2 separate regions of the Mus musculus genome follow, and region 1 is linked to region 2. Evidence: chromatin contacts called from public promoter capture Hi-C data. All regions are on one chromosome and are shown on one strand. Each heading gives the region's core, a stretch centred on a gene start, on an enhancer-like site or on the middle of the called end of the contact. The rest is flanking DNA. Distances are from core to core; before and after follow the strand shown.

Evidence for each region. Capture Hi-C pulls out chosen DNA fragments and counts their contacts.
Region 1: a promoter capture Hi-C map of adipose tissue shows a contact between it and region 2, with 2.3 times the contacts expected there. The contact joins two enhancer-like sites. A contact is called at or near these places in 2 of 15 datasets of contacts at CTCF or cohesin (CD8 T cells and pro-B cells), 18 of 484 Hi-C or Micro-C datasets (B cells, the C2C12 cell line, CD8 T cells and 10 more), 10 of 115 datasets of contacts at active chromatin or transcription factors (CD8 T cells, Th2 cells, cardiomyocytes and 7 more) and 2 of 9 other capture datasets (adipose tissue and liver).

What each region holds. Positions count from the first base shown.
Region 1 is chr10:39,449,331-39,456,937 of GRCm38.p6, reverse strand. Fyn (Fyn proto-oncogene) reads right to left here. Exons shown (of 14, transcript NM_001122893.1): 3 at 1,803-1,872. Among named protein-coding and RNA genes, the nearest start is that of Fyn, 83 kb to the right of the region's middle. Within about 2 kb of position 5,692, at least 54 of the 459 cell types and tissues checked have an H3K27ac peak or open chromatin away from gene starts, as enhancers often do. A contact at or near this core is called in adipose tissue, where this site is marked.
Region 2 is chr10:39,381,322-39,388,183 of GRCm38.p6, reverse strand. The region is part of intron 1 of Fyn (Fyn proto-oncogene); the gene reads right to left. Among named protein-coding and RNA genes, the nearest start is that of Fyn, 15 kb to the right of the region's middle. Within about 2 kb of position 1,738, at least 46 of the 459 cell types and tissues checked have an H3K27ac peak or open chromatin away from gene starts, as enhancers often do. A contact at or near this core is called in adipose tissue, where this site is marked.

The DNA of each region.
Region 1 (7,607 bases), core at 4,443-6,942, 65 kb before region 2:
CATGCAGTTCACTCTCCACCATCACACTTTAACAAGCTGAGATAACTGTCTTCTACAACTCACTCTTTCCATCTTTCATTCCCACAGAAGAAAACCCAGTCTCCTTACAGTACAGTTCTGTGGGTTTCCACAAAAGCCCACAGTTGTAGAAATAACACCACGATTAAGATATGGAACAATTTGGTCACTCTTCTCAAACAATTTCCTAGTGTCCCCTAATTGTTTATTATGTTATTTTCTATTAAGACAAACCATCTGGGCTCAGCACAATGAGTCAATGCATGTACACAGTGTCTGACAATCAAATCAGAATGAGCATTCTCACCTCCCAAAAGTAAGTATTGCTACAGGCTTGGGACCGTTATATCCCTAGTTATTTCTGAAATAAATCCTGTATTGTACTAATTAAACTTGCCGAGTGGGCTATTCCCTCCAGTGGCAATGTTAGACCTCCCAGTGAGCTGCCCGGGCAAGTTCCTCTTTATCTCTGAGAAGACTTGAAGCCTCTGGTTAAAATGTTGCTGAAGACACTTTCTGGCTCTTTAGAGATTATTGTAGAGACCTCCTGAGGCCACGTCCATGTCCTTGTCCCACAGATGAGACATGTGGCTTTAATATCAGCACTCTGTACAGCAGCAACAAGGCTGGTTCTCTCCCAAACACAGGTAAGCCAAACTGTTAGTTCAATAATCGATGTCGGCAAAGGCACATAACCACGGCACGTAACCACGGTAAAATCAAAAGGAAGGGTTGGAAATAAAAGCCCATATGAGCCAAACATATCGTGCACCTCGCTCTGTCCCTTCTCACTGACATGAATGAAAATAGTATCAGAACTTAACCAAAAGCTGGAAGGATGTGACCTCACTCGACTGTAACCGTGGCAGGAAGGTAGGCTGAGCTAGCAGTGCTTGTCTGACAGTGGCTTCCTTGGGTTCTAGAAGGAGGCCCAAGTAACAGCCGCTCTCCCTTACCTCCTCCCATGCCCCATCTCCGGGCTCATTATGGAGAAAATGACAGAGAAGCTGCTGTGGTAGCTAGTCACTGGGAAGTGACATGTCCCATTTCTCAAGTCTTCCTGCTGAAAACATGCACCTTCTGAGTGGCTTATCTTCAGAGGCAAATGTCCCCAACAAGGAGTCTGTCGGAAAACATGGCTGCTGTGGAGCACCTACTGTGCACCAGCATGACTCGGCTCACTAAAGGCCTCCGTTTACAGAAGAGCTCGAGACTCTGAGGGTTATTGTAAAGCAACAATGAGTACAGAGATTTAACCTAGGTCCCCTGACTACAGCCTGCCCTCCACACCACCAGCTGTCAGGACAGTTCTCTGCCTCCCAAGCTTCTGCTCCAGCCTGGGGCAGCTTCCAGGAAGAGTTGCTGCTTACTTTTTTTTTTTTTTTTTTCACTTCCCATTCTTCAAGCAGGTAGCTTCTCTCTCTGTCAACATGCAGGCCGTTTGGACTCCTGGCTTTGGAAACACTATCCCTCTCGCCTGTGCATTTGTTGCTCCTGTTACACAGCTGGCTTAGAGCATGAACTAAATTGACAATGGTGACCTGGGCCCTTATTTTGAGCTTCCCCAGATCTAGACTTTTATAAAATCCCATATCACTTAATAACGTTAGTTTTAACAAGAAAAATGGCATATTGTCAGAAAACACCAATTTAGTGACACATTTACTTAAAAACGTTCATTTGAGGTTTAGAGCAGGTTTGAAAGATACCTGGGCAGTGCAGGGCACCTCTCGGTGGCACCATTTTACACTAAATGTGTTAGAAATAAATGGAACAACACTTACCCAAATTTCCACCAACTATCACAAACTTTATATACACCACATGTCTTCGAAACCAGCGGTCGGACTGACTCTGAAAAAACAATGCAGATAGACTCCTTATTTACAATCTGTTTCAATGTGCCCAGGGCTTGCTCTCTTTGTTCCTCTTCACCTACCGATCGATCGATTGGGGCACCCATCCATGCAGCAAACTCCCCACCACCTGTTCCTTTGCTTTGTTTGCCCAGAAAAATGAAACCAATTTATGAATTATCTTAGCGTACACTAATAAGAAAAAAATACAAACCTGTGAGCAGTTGAATCAGTGAGAAACTATGCTTACAAATCCGAGAATCTCCAATCCTTTAAAGCGACCGAAAGCAAGAGAACAATGGACAATACCTAAGATTAAACTCCTCACCTTTCCCCCTGGGCTAATTCCTCTCCTCTTTATCATAGCTCTTCCTTCTGCCTAGTTCTGGGAGGTCGAAGGCTACTTTTCTCTCTCCTCTTCAGTAAATCTTATTTTCTTGTCTGTAACATAGGACCTGTGTTAGGCACTTTCCAGGGTCATCATTACTGTATTAACTCAGTCACACACGGGACACGGGGAGGCTGAGAACAGCAGCAGCTACTAGGAGCTGAGCACACATAAGCTTTGCCCATCTCGCTCCTCACTGCCCCATCTAACATGGCTTCTCACCTCTCCTGCACACCAGGCCCCAGACCTACTGCTGAGCTGTACCCAGGCTGGGATTTCTCTCCTGACATTCTATCTGGTCTGCGTCATGCCTTGCTTACAGAAAACCCATGCCCGGCCTTCACTGCCTCCCTCCCACCCCCTCCACTCACTCTCCTGGCTCTGCAAAGCATTTTCCCCGAACACCTTTTTCAGGGACTCTTCTTGTTACCCACACGTTTCCGCATGAGATAATGTCAGCCTGGGCTCATGCCTGTCCAGGCTTTATTTCTGCATGTTCTCAAGCAGGTGGGGCCTTGACAAGTGCCTTCCCAGGCTCTTCCCATCCCATCCATAACAGTAGAAGGCCCCAGGTATTTTCTTAGGCAGGAGCTCTTTGCCCTTCTGGACTATCTAGGCCAGTCTATAGCGTTTCTCAGAATTCTAAATGAAATTTTTGTTGGTGTTACTGTTAGTTCAATTTTTTTTTTCTTTTTTTAAGACAGGGTTTCTCTGTGTAGCCCTGGCTGTCCTGGAACTCAGAAGTCCGCCTGCCTCTGCCTCCCAAGTGCTGGAATTAAAGGTGTGCACCAATTTTTTAAAGAATAATATCTTTAAGTACTTCAAATTAACATGTGAAATTCACAGTTTAAAAGGAGGAAACTGCATCCATATTCAGTTATCAAAATATTTAACAGCTACATAGTGAGACTGTGTCTCAAATAAATAAATAGATAGATAAATTTGAGATTGATTTCCTTCGATAGTTCAATGATTTTCTGCAAAAATCTAAAGTAAATGCCATTTTTAGGAATCCTTAAATGAAGTCGTATTTTAGGATGTCCTTAATTGTAACATAACATAAAAACATTTATGAATCTACTCATATTCTATTCTATACAGAGCTAAATCTATTACATAATAAAGGAAATGCCCCAGTAAAGGAAAATGGAGAGTAGATTCCTGCCTGCTAGACTGGGGCCCTGACCCGTTAACTCCAGCCATGGCCCCAGTCCTTGCAGCCAAGAGTACCAGATTCAGGCCTCTCCTCACTCTCGTTATCTCATCATCTTCCATTGTTTCATTGATCTTCCTAGTTTGGGAGAGTCACATTATTTCTACCTCTTTATTCCTGGTTTACTAATACCCTCCCCTATCACCGGCACAGTAAGGGAAGCAGTCATCAATACTATCTGAATCAATCAGTGATTAAGTACACTGATTGTACAAGCTTGGCTAATATTAATATTAGCTCATCTCTTTGGCAGCATATGAGGTCCTAAAAGTGTAGATGGACATCTCAACATTCTATATTTAGATTATAAATGACCGAAGTTAGGCAACAAAATGTTCTCTTCTTTTTAGAGAGTGGATCTTCATGTGTGCTGATGACTGACAGGGCTCTGGGAACAGGCCAGCTGTTCAAGTATTTACTGACAAGTAACACCCTGGATGCCTACATGGGCATACGTGATAAGTATGGCCCCTGCGTCTCTAGAGCATCAAGTCCAGCAACCTCCCTTAGCTGGTCCAGAGCAGCCAGGAATCTCTCCATCTCCCAGGGTCGTGCATAGTATAGAATGGTGAACCATGTTGGCCAGGCCAGTTAGCAGCACTTGGAAACTAGACCAAGATCCAACTTCCTGTCAATCAAGCAGACCTGACCCTGTGGTGCTGCGGCAGGTCGACTGAAGAACTAGCCCCAGGAGTGATGTCTCTGCATATGAAACCAGAGGTGACAACTTCAGGTAGGTCAACTTAGTATCTGGCTACATCTTTTATTCCAAGCTCTGCGGCATCTATGATGAATCAGGGTCATGGTAGACAGGGTTTGTCCATATCCTTTTTATCCAAGCAGCTTTGTCAAGGGGTGACCGGGTATCTTTTGCCAAAAGCAAACAAAAAACAGGATAGCTATCCCTTTTCAAAGTGAAGAAAGCCTAATGATTTCCTCCAATGAGCATCAGTAACCAGGGCACAGTGACCAACTGTTTGGGCAGAAATTTACCACTGGCAGCATTTTCCACATCTAACATCATGTCAAGTGACTCTCAGGCCATGTGGCAGTGTGTTCTTCCTCTCCAGTAACTCCCAAGGCTGAGCTATTTATCTACTGTAGGAACGAGCGCTGGACCTAGCACATAACTCTTTTATACTACAGCACATTTATCGCCATCTCATTAGGATTTGGATATATGCTTTTAGTTACCAGTAGAAACAACTAACGCATAACAAAGAGTGGTTTGTCTTCTGCATCTTTGTGCAGTCGTGAAGGAGTAATGCTGATTTTGTGGGCACTCCCACACAACAGTGCATAGCCCCCTTTGTACTCTCTGTTTCTAGGGAACACCAAGGCTGTGCATGACATCTGAACACACTATGAACAGGGATGGTTCTCATCAATGCAGGGTTATGCTCAATTTCTTCTTCCTAAGGGAGCCCTCGCATACACTTCCCCAGCCACCGTGCCTTAAGAGCAGGGCAACAGTCCCTGAAGGGGAGCCATCAGGATGGTTTAGGGCTTTGCAGGACACTAGCCCACTGACAGGACCTTTCACAGGAGTTGTCAAACCAAGCTTTCCCAGGTGACTGCTGTGAATACTCTGTGTATACTCAGGGTGGAGACCCCCAGACTCTTGCCAGTGACCGAGTCAACAATAAACTTACAGGTCAACATAAGCCAACGAGACAGAAGAGTTTACTTACTGGGAGCTTCCTGCTCTTCTGGGAGGATCTCTTTTGTCCGGTGTGTGTGTGTGTGTGTGTGTGTGTGTGTGTGTTTGTGTGTGTGTGTGTGTGTGTGTGTGTGTGTGTGTGTGTGTGTGAGTGATATGCCTGGGACGTTCACAGCTCTGCTGCTGTAGCCTGGGGATGCATGCTGCTGGTCCTGGAGCTAGGGAGAGCACAGGGAAGCAAGCTCAGTGTAGATGAGCCCAGCACCTCTGAGTTCCCATGCACTCCTCACTGCTTAGGTCTCCGTGAGTGGAGGAGCTCTCAATCCTGAGTAAGGTTATAAATGAGAGAGAGTGGCAAGGCCCTGGTCACGCCCCTTTCTGAGGAGTCCAACTCTGCAGAGCTTCATTCTGTTCAGGGAACTGACCCAGCAGTGCCCTGGTTACGGTGACCGTCTCGTGTCTGCATTTCCAGAAGCTTCCAACTCAGCTGGACTCAATCTGCTAGCGGATATGCTGAGCACTTCCCAAATTATCTTAACCAGAGTGGCCACTGGTTGCCTTCCTGAGAAGTCACATGGATGTCATTTCCTGTAAAGACAATAGGAGACTAACTGCTCAGCCCCAGCCTCCAATAGGGAAGGTATGTAATTACTGAAGGGTAAATAAGGAAGAGCTTGGGGCTTCTGGATCTGCTCCAATTACTTGTGGGATCCGGTAGGTGGGTGGGTGGGTGGGTGGGTGGGTGGGTGGGTGGGTGGGCTCCCTGGTCTGGAAAAGATCTGAGGGCTGTATCCTCTGCAGGCATTTATACCCTTTCACATGTTGCTGGGTCTCAGTAAAGACCCAGATTTCTGAGGAAAGCAAGCAGACTGGCCATTACACAGAGCCACATGTGGCTTCAGTGTCATTTTGATTCCCATGTAGGAGTTGTGTATAGTTGTGGAGGTCGGGAGTGTCCCACAGACAACTCTGGTGTTTCCTTGCTTGTCAGCCCCATTGGGGAGAGGCCTATGCTGGGATTTACCTGATTCTGTGTCTGTTGTGGTGGCCTGCTGAGAACGAGTCTTCTGTCAGGCAGTGAGACGCTGCTATCTGCCTCCCTCACAGCTTCTGCCGCAGCTGCCCACCTCTCAGACCCTTTCTGCTTTCCCTTCCCTGCCCGCTTCCCTACTTCCAATTTCCCCAGTCCCAGCAGCATCCTGTGCCATCAATTCAAGCTGCCCTGCTGCCATTCTGGCTTGCGCCTCATCCGCTACCTTCAGCTGGAAGGCAGGACCTCTCCTTGGTCACTGCTGTGTCCCAGTGCTTGTGCAGATCCTGGCATGGGACTAAGAGAGTGTCTCACGGGAGCTCCTGCTACTTCCTGTCTCTGGCTTCTCTCCCGCCTTACTGTATATATGAATATTTAGGGCACAGGCTGCTTAGGTCCCAACTACAACCTGTCATCTGGGAAGGATTTATAGCCTAGACCCATACTTCAAAAGTGAGAAATGTTTTACTGTGGCTAAGAAGCTTGTGAGAGGCCTTCTAAGCAGAGGGCAGCAGAGATGGGCATTTTAGCCAGGCTGCTAACCCAGCGCTTTGGCTGCTATGTCAACACTCGTGCACACACGCACAACAGTCTCTCCAGGGAGCCTACTATGCAGTGAGCACTCAAAAATATTTGTTGACTGGCTGAATAAATGACTGGGTCTCAATGAACGTTGCAAGGGGTTGATCAGTTTGTCATATAGTGGAATGCTCTCCAAAAATACCGACAAGGAATGGGGGTTACGAAGCTGCCAGCCAGAAACCAGACTCTGTCCCACACGGTCACTGAGTCACGTCCATCCCGGACTGTTGAATCAATGACACTATTAGAAAGTCCATGACTACCAGGTATGATGACACACACCTGTAATCTCAAAACCTGGGAGGCTAAGGCAGGAGGATTACAAGATGATGCCAGCTTGGGCTACACATTGCTAGACCCTGTCTCAAGATAAAACAAAATCAGTGAATAAAAAACAAAACAAAACAAAACAAAAAACCAACCCAAGTACCTATTATTTATAAGGTTGAACACAAGCAAAGAATAAGGTCTGAGAGAGGTGGTGAGCCCTTCCCTGCCTTCTCCACTCCCCTGTGGCTACTGCTGTCATGTGTAGAGCTGGCATCTTTTGAGCACAGTAACAAGAGATTTAAAACTCAGCCCCAACTCCACCTCCTCAGCACAATATTCTCTGAAGACCTATAGCCAAATGGTCCAAAGATGAGAGCTCTGAGTGGTCCACTGACACACTGAACAAGCACCATACAAACAAAGCTTCACCCACCGCCAGAGCCAGGACGGTTTGCTAGTGAACCATACCCACTCTGAGTGACTGCAGACTTCCCTCCTCCTTTTGGGTGGAGTCGGGGGCTGACTAACAGGGTACTCTGGGAAGGCCTCACTGACCTATGGGCTAGCCCCGCCTGCCAATTCTGCTTTCC
Region 2 (6,862 bases), core at 489-2,988:
TCCTTAGACATTTTTTATTTTTTTAAATCTCAGTTTTTATGTAAAACTGCCTGTTTGAAAGTATGATTCTATGTTTTAAAATGTGTTGTCTACTCCATGAGGACTACGCCTCACCTTCTCTTTCTGTCAGAAAGGAACCTGAGTGACTCTTGCATATCCACAGAGACTTATTAGGAACGTAAGCGAGGCTTGTATTTGTCATAGACCAAAAGCAATCCACGTACACTCACAAGCACGGAGCAGAGTGGCACAGTCTTTCATATCTGCTTAAACTGCGGGATTAGCACACACATTTGAAAGTAGACATGCACACTGGCTCCTGGATTTAAAACCCCCGGAGGATGAGTGCAGCCAACTGCAGATTTAGCAGAGTGTGGCGTACAAGCCTGACTGGAAAGTCCTGGTGACAAATGCAACGTGGAGGCAGGCAGTGTAGACAACCAGCATAAAACTGCAAAAACCAGGAGCTGACGCGTGGGAGAGTGGCCTGAAAAGCAGGCCGAAGGGAGCATACAACACGGGCGGCACTAAAGGAAAGAGACACGAAACCAAGGACTGACCAAAGGCATGGTGTCAGCAAAATACCAAAGTGTGCTGGATGCAGCAAAAATTGTATTAGTATATTAAGAAGTCAAGATCTAGCTACAGAGGTTTTCCTGAACAGGTCAGAAAACACAGACACAGACATGCACATACACAAACACACACACACACACACACACACACACAAACAAAAAAGACATGTCTTTACAACAACACACACTGCCCCACATTTTACACTGTGCCAGTTCTGTATCTGTCCCTTTTAGCCTACTTCTATCACAGTCTCTCTTTGCTAAAATACATTAGTTACTATGGAAACAATGTCATAGCGTGTAAAACCATTTACTGTCCTTGGAAAGGCGCTTGTGATAAAACTGAACAGTGGCACGCTTACAAAAGAGAAGCAACAGAAAACAGTTGCTCAAGAGCACAGTCTCAAAACTGTGACTTCAAAGTATCCTCTACCCCAGTGTCCTATGTTCCTGGTCGCTTGTCACATCCCTGTCAACCACAGAAGTGCCATGCTAAGTTATATAGGCCGTGAGTACTTAAAACAAAGCCTCTCATCTAACATCCTGCAAGCAATCAGCTCCCTTTAGCTCACACTTCCTTCCAAGAGAGAAGGAGAAGGGCTAGAAGATATAATGGATGGTCCAGGGTACATCTGTTCTCTTAACTGTCTTTGAAGATAGAAATAACACTAGAAACGTAGACCTGAATTTCCTTACCACCATGGGTAAGAAATAATCGCCTTCCGTTCTTCCTTCTGATTTCAAGTCAAGTTCACTACATTAAAACGATGTGTAGGAACTAAGCATGGTGGCGCACACCTGTAATCCCTGCACTTCAGGAGCTGAGACGAAGGACTCTGAGTTATGGGCCAGCCTGGAATACATAGTAAGACCCTGTCTCAATTAAGAAAATTTTTTTCATTTTAGTTTTGCTATATTTTGCTTTTTTTTTTGTCAAGAAAAGCTAGCAATCTCAGATTCTGTATAAAACTGCTCTATTTAAAAGCATGAGACTGCATTTTTAAAGCTGCTGTGTGTCTCCTAAGTTCTATACCTCGAAATATGTATAAACATATATACGCAAACACACATGCACAAACTTGGCAAGCATCATGTTAGTTACCCCGACAAAGCAAGCAGCGGGTATGTGTCAGAGAGGCCATGGAGAGCAGGTCTATATCCTGTCATAGAAGAGGGAAATGACGTGACCGCCGTGACAGGCTTCCTTTAGAGCCCACTGCTGTGGAAGTGAGGCTGGAAGGGCAAAAGCAGGAACAAAAGAGGGCCAAGGCGGGCGGGCGTGGAAACACGACCCCTGACCAGGGTGACTCTGACGTGGGACTCACTCCTCTGGCTCAGAGTAAGATCTACACGGGCTGCTTCACTTCAACAGCCACCTGTTACGGTGCCACCGACCCACCAGGCCTGGGCTTTGTACTCTGATGGTCTGGCACTTTTCTAACACAGAACTGCCTACCAGTCAGGCCAACACAGTGACGGGAGGTTTAGTTCAACTGTGACAGTCTCTTTCCTGCCCTTCCCAGTCATGTCACAAGGAGCCTTCCTGGGCTTACCAGAGTGCCTGGGACAAGAGAAATCCAGGTCGGCTAGCTCCATCCAATCCTGACTCGCAGTGACACATGCATTCCTCTGTCACAGAGGAAGTCACGGTGCCTCGGCCATACTGAGCCTGAGATGCACAGAATGCCAGCCGGAAGAATTCAAAGGAGACACAGAACATAAAGCAGGTGTGCATTAAGTATCTGGAGCAAACAGACCAGGGCAGAGCTTTTAAGAACCGCTCTCATTATAGCACTTCTGTCATTTATAGAACGGTCATGTTTAAATTGTCCACTATCTTTTCTAGCCACAGCGAGGCCAAAGAGAAAGAAAATGCAAGTTTAGCTTTTAAAACTAAGTGTGGCATCGCTGGTTTTCTTTTTCACACCAGGCAAACTCTACTCCTGAGCTACAGACCCAACCCCAAATCTTGTGTTTCACGGAAGTTGAAGATAAATGTCAATGGGTACAAATGTCTGTTGCTATTTACTATCCACTACGGGAATATCACACATCACAAATCTGCTGAGGAAGTACCACACTCCACTTCAGATGCTGACAGCTTCTGCAGTGAGACAGCTAGCAACGATGGCCTCACCCACGTGCCTGCAGAAGATTCATTATCATAGCACTGTGGAAACACTGTCCCCTTAAAGCAAATGATCTGGTCTAAATTGGTTTTGCTTACTTGGAGACTAAGGCTCTATGTGTCTGCATGTATACGGTGTGCACGGAAAGCGTTTTCATGTATTACCTTTGTTAGAAGAAACCCTTCGTCAACAGGGAAAGTTAAGGGAGTCTAGGTTTAGGCTCGTTTATCATGAGTTTTAAAGAAGGTCAACTGGAGTTCCCATGCATCTCAGGAGATCAGAATAAACCTTCTGGAAGTTTCATCTGTCACAGGTGAACTGTCTGTGATTGTTACTGCTGCTGTAATGGTAAAAAGCTCTACTCAAGAGATAAAATGACTTCTTTTTCTTGGGATGTTAAAACCTATGGTCTTACTTCTCTGACTATTATGAAGCAGAAAGTTACTTAAATTTTGGTTATGAAATACCAAATTCATAACTGCATTCAAGCAAGTGGCTAAATCCTACTAAATACAAAAGACATGAGGGAGCAGAAACTAACAGGTCACATTTTATACTCCTGTTCAGAAAAACCGATTGACAACATTTTTGCTGAATGCAAAAGGCCCTTCTTCACAGCAGCACACACATTATCTTTTGCCTCCTGTCAGCTGGGTGGCCCCAGTATGAGAAACCACGCTAACTCCACCTGACTCAATGGAACACTGATCAACAAGACCTCTCAGGCTGAGGGGTATTTTGCTTAAAACCGTTTGGAAATCTCTGAAGTCGAAGTTCATGCCAGCGAAATCAAGGGAGGACATTGAGCACACAAGCCGCCAAGATTCTGTGTGGAAACTGCGTCGTGATACTTGGGACTGCCTTGCCTTGTGGCAGGCTTTTGATGGGGCTCCCAGTTATAAGTGGACACCAGTTTAAGCTCTACACTAAGATGAAGTAAGCAGAGAAAACTTTGGTCCTTCTTCATCTAAGTCAAAGCACACAGAAGCGCTGCAAAATGACTTACTTCACTAAGTTGTGGACTGCAGGTATTTATTGGAGGTAGTAATTCTAAAATATGGAGGAAAGATTCATGATACTACTTGGCAAAAGTGTTTACACATTTCGTTATGGGGGAGGGGAGAATGCCCGGGAAGGGCCTCCATTTAGTAGAATTTGTTCTGCATTCACCAGGGAATCTGCACCTGCAGAAAGAGCCTCTTTTTCAAGCAGAGTTACTATGGTGTGTGCATAACTGCTACTCACAGGCATCCATTTCAGGAAGTAACCAGAAACATAATTCTGAAGGGATTGAAGTAACCTCGTGAGAAAATTAAAAACTCACTCTTCATTAAAAAACAAAAACAAAAAACAGTGACTTAGTGAGCAGCAAATATCACGACATTCTTGCTAATGCACAAATATTCAGGATAAGTGACGGTTTCTCTAATGTGTACATACATGTGCTTTTAGATTTTAGATGTGTTATTTTAGTCTTTAAATAGAACTATTTCACAAATCCAAATTTTTTAACTTGCCAACTAACACATCAGCATGCATATACATATATATGTATACACACACATATGTACATATATACATACACATATTTCTATAATTATATTTAGTGACTCTTCAATTAACTCATGGCACTTCATCTCTAACTCTCCTGGCTCTCACGGATAAGGGAAAACATTTCGGATTGAGATGGGCCCAAAGTGTCACAGTGATTTTTGTAGCGTGGACATCCGTAAGCATTGTCCCACCAGGCAGCTCCCACCACACCTCCAACCAACACATGTTTTTAAAAACAGGCCTAAAAGTTTCCTTTCAAAAATTACTAGTTATTTCAGGACATAGCAGGTTTTCAAACACATCTTCCTAAGTGTAGCAGCATGCTTGTATGCATGTCAGTGAGAAAGGACACGTAATTAAAGAGTTTGTCTCCCTCTCTCTTGAGTGTTCTGGAAAGTACTTATGAATTATACTTGGAAATGAATCCCTGCATAACGGATGCTTTATTTAGTACATGGGGACTGAATAAAAATGAAGGGCATCTCCCCTTGTGTTTAGGGATAGAATTTCTAGCATTTCCCCATTACGTTTAAAATACTGAAGCAGAGAGAACTAGGCAGAACTTTTATACACAAAGTAAAATTTAGTCTCCACCATCAGGGCCCAAGAAAGGCTTGAACTTCTAAGATATGTTTCCCTGATCTGAGGTCCCTCCTTCTGCAGGACTACAAAGAACTCACAGTATGCAAACCCTTGCTATAATCTGTGGTTCCATGTAGACAGCTCTAGCCTGAAGGTCACTTCGTGCTCAAAGCAAGCCTGACACAGGTATACTAAGCGGTGACTTCCTCAAAGGAGCGTATTCCTAGCCCTCCCACAAAGTGAAGGAAGACACAGCCTGACTGCTCAGCACACTCAACCATGTATTTTGAAGTATGCTACTTTATTTCTTAATGGTTGGGTCCGACCTAATTATTAACATTGCATTTCTGCTTATGACAGAAAAATACCACCTTGCTACAGTCTCTTAGGAGTTAGTACTTTGGTTGCTTCAGGCAATTAGTCAAATTAAACTCACCTCTAAGTGCCTCTCAAAGCCTCTTGTCCTCCCTCCTTCCCCCAGGGAGATTACAGACCACCACTGCAGTGATAAGAGGGTCTGGTCAAGCCTGATCTCTAAGTCCTTGCTGGCCCCTATGGGATAGCTCTTCCTCCTTCCTTGGGTACGGGCTTGGGAAGGCTGTCATACTGGTCAACTCTTTAGGATTTAGTGGTATCTAGCCATGTTCTCAAGCCAGTCTCTGGGGGGGTGTCTGAAATACTTCCTTCTCTGCATGCTCCACTCTGATCCCAGGATTCCCAGCATCTCTACACCCACTCAGAGAGTAAGTATGACTCTCAGAATTTCCCCCTACGCCATGTGAAAGCTTTGGGGTACCAAGAGGGGACAAGAGTTTCAGACCTGGTTCTGCCTAAATATAACCACTACTTCACGGTGGTTTCCTTCCAAAGTTCCACACAGGTAACAGGGTACACATGTCTTCTGCTTGCAGTGGTTGCTCCAAAGATCTTGAATGGCCCCTTAGAAGAATCCCTGAGGAAGGAGCATTTGGGTCTCCTTAAGTCTAGGCTTCTCCAAATCTCTGTAAGCACTTCTCACTAACCCAGGCAAAGATGTCTCCTTTCCATTCAAAGGGAAACTGTCCTTTCCTTCATGAGTGTCATACATCCATTCTAGCCTACTGAGGTTTGATTCCTTGGGATCCACAATTATTTTCCTTCTAAGAAAGCCTGCCTCTTAAATAAAGGCTTGGGCTATCTCTGGTCTCCAAAAGATGCTTGAAAGGCCTGCTTGAACATCAAAAGCTGAGCAACGCATTCTTGTCCTTGGCCATGTTCTGTCCTCCCCTTATCAAGAATCCTTAGCCCCAGTGGGAGAATAGTCCCAGGGCAGCAAGAATTAGGAGGAATCAAAAGAAAACTGAGTATCAGTTGAAAATGTTATTCCGGTCAAACTAGCTGCTCATAAGGTAACGTCCCCAGGGTTCAGAACACTCATTAAGGATAAAAGCAATACATGCACACATCCTTCTTTCAAAATATTTATAAATGCTTGAACCAAGGGCAATAGGAGCCAATGGTTTCCCGTTCTTAAATTCCTTACATCTAGTGTCCGTACTGTCTACAGGTTTTCTATTGCAGAGCAAAAACCCACTTAACAAAGAGTTACCTCTGCATCAGCATCTTCCTGGAACCTTCTATCTCTGAGTTTCCTTAGATGAGGAGGTCTTCAATTCTGTCTTCAATTCCAACATAGCTCCCCAGCGATCAGACCCTTCCCTACCACTCATTTCAAGCCTACAACCCATCCCTGATCCCCACTTTCAGTTGACTGAAATGCTGTTTTCTTTAGTGTCTTAGAGCATTCCGATCGCTTGACTAGTCGAATCAATACTAAACTCTAGGTCAGCACAAGGCCAGCTTTTCCATTCCAAGGCCAAAAGCACAGCTACACAAAGTCACAAAACTGCCCTAAGGGGAACCACAGAAACCCTCCAAGTCCAAATGGAGTGCCAGACCACAGATGCTACGATCCATCTGGTCACAGCTGCCCAGGATCCGTGTGGTCACAGCACACAGAGAAGCTGAGTGCTCTCGGAGCTT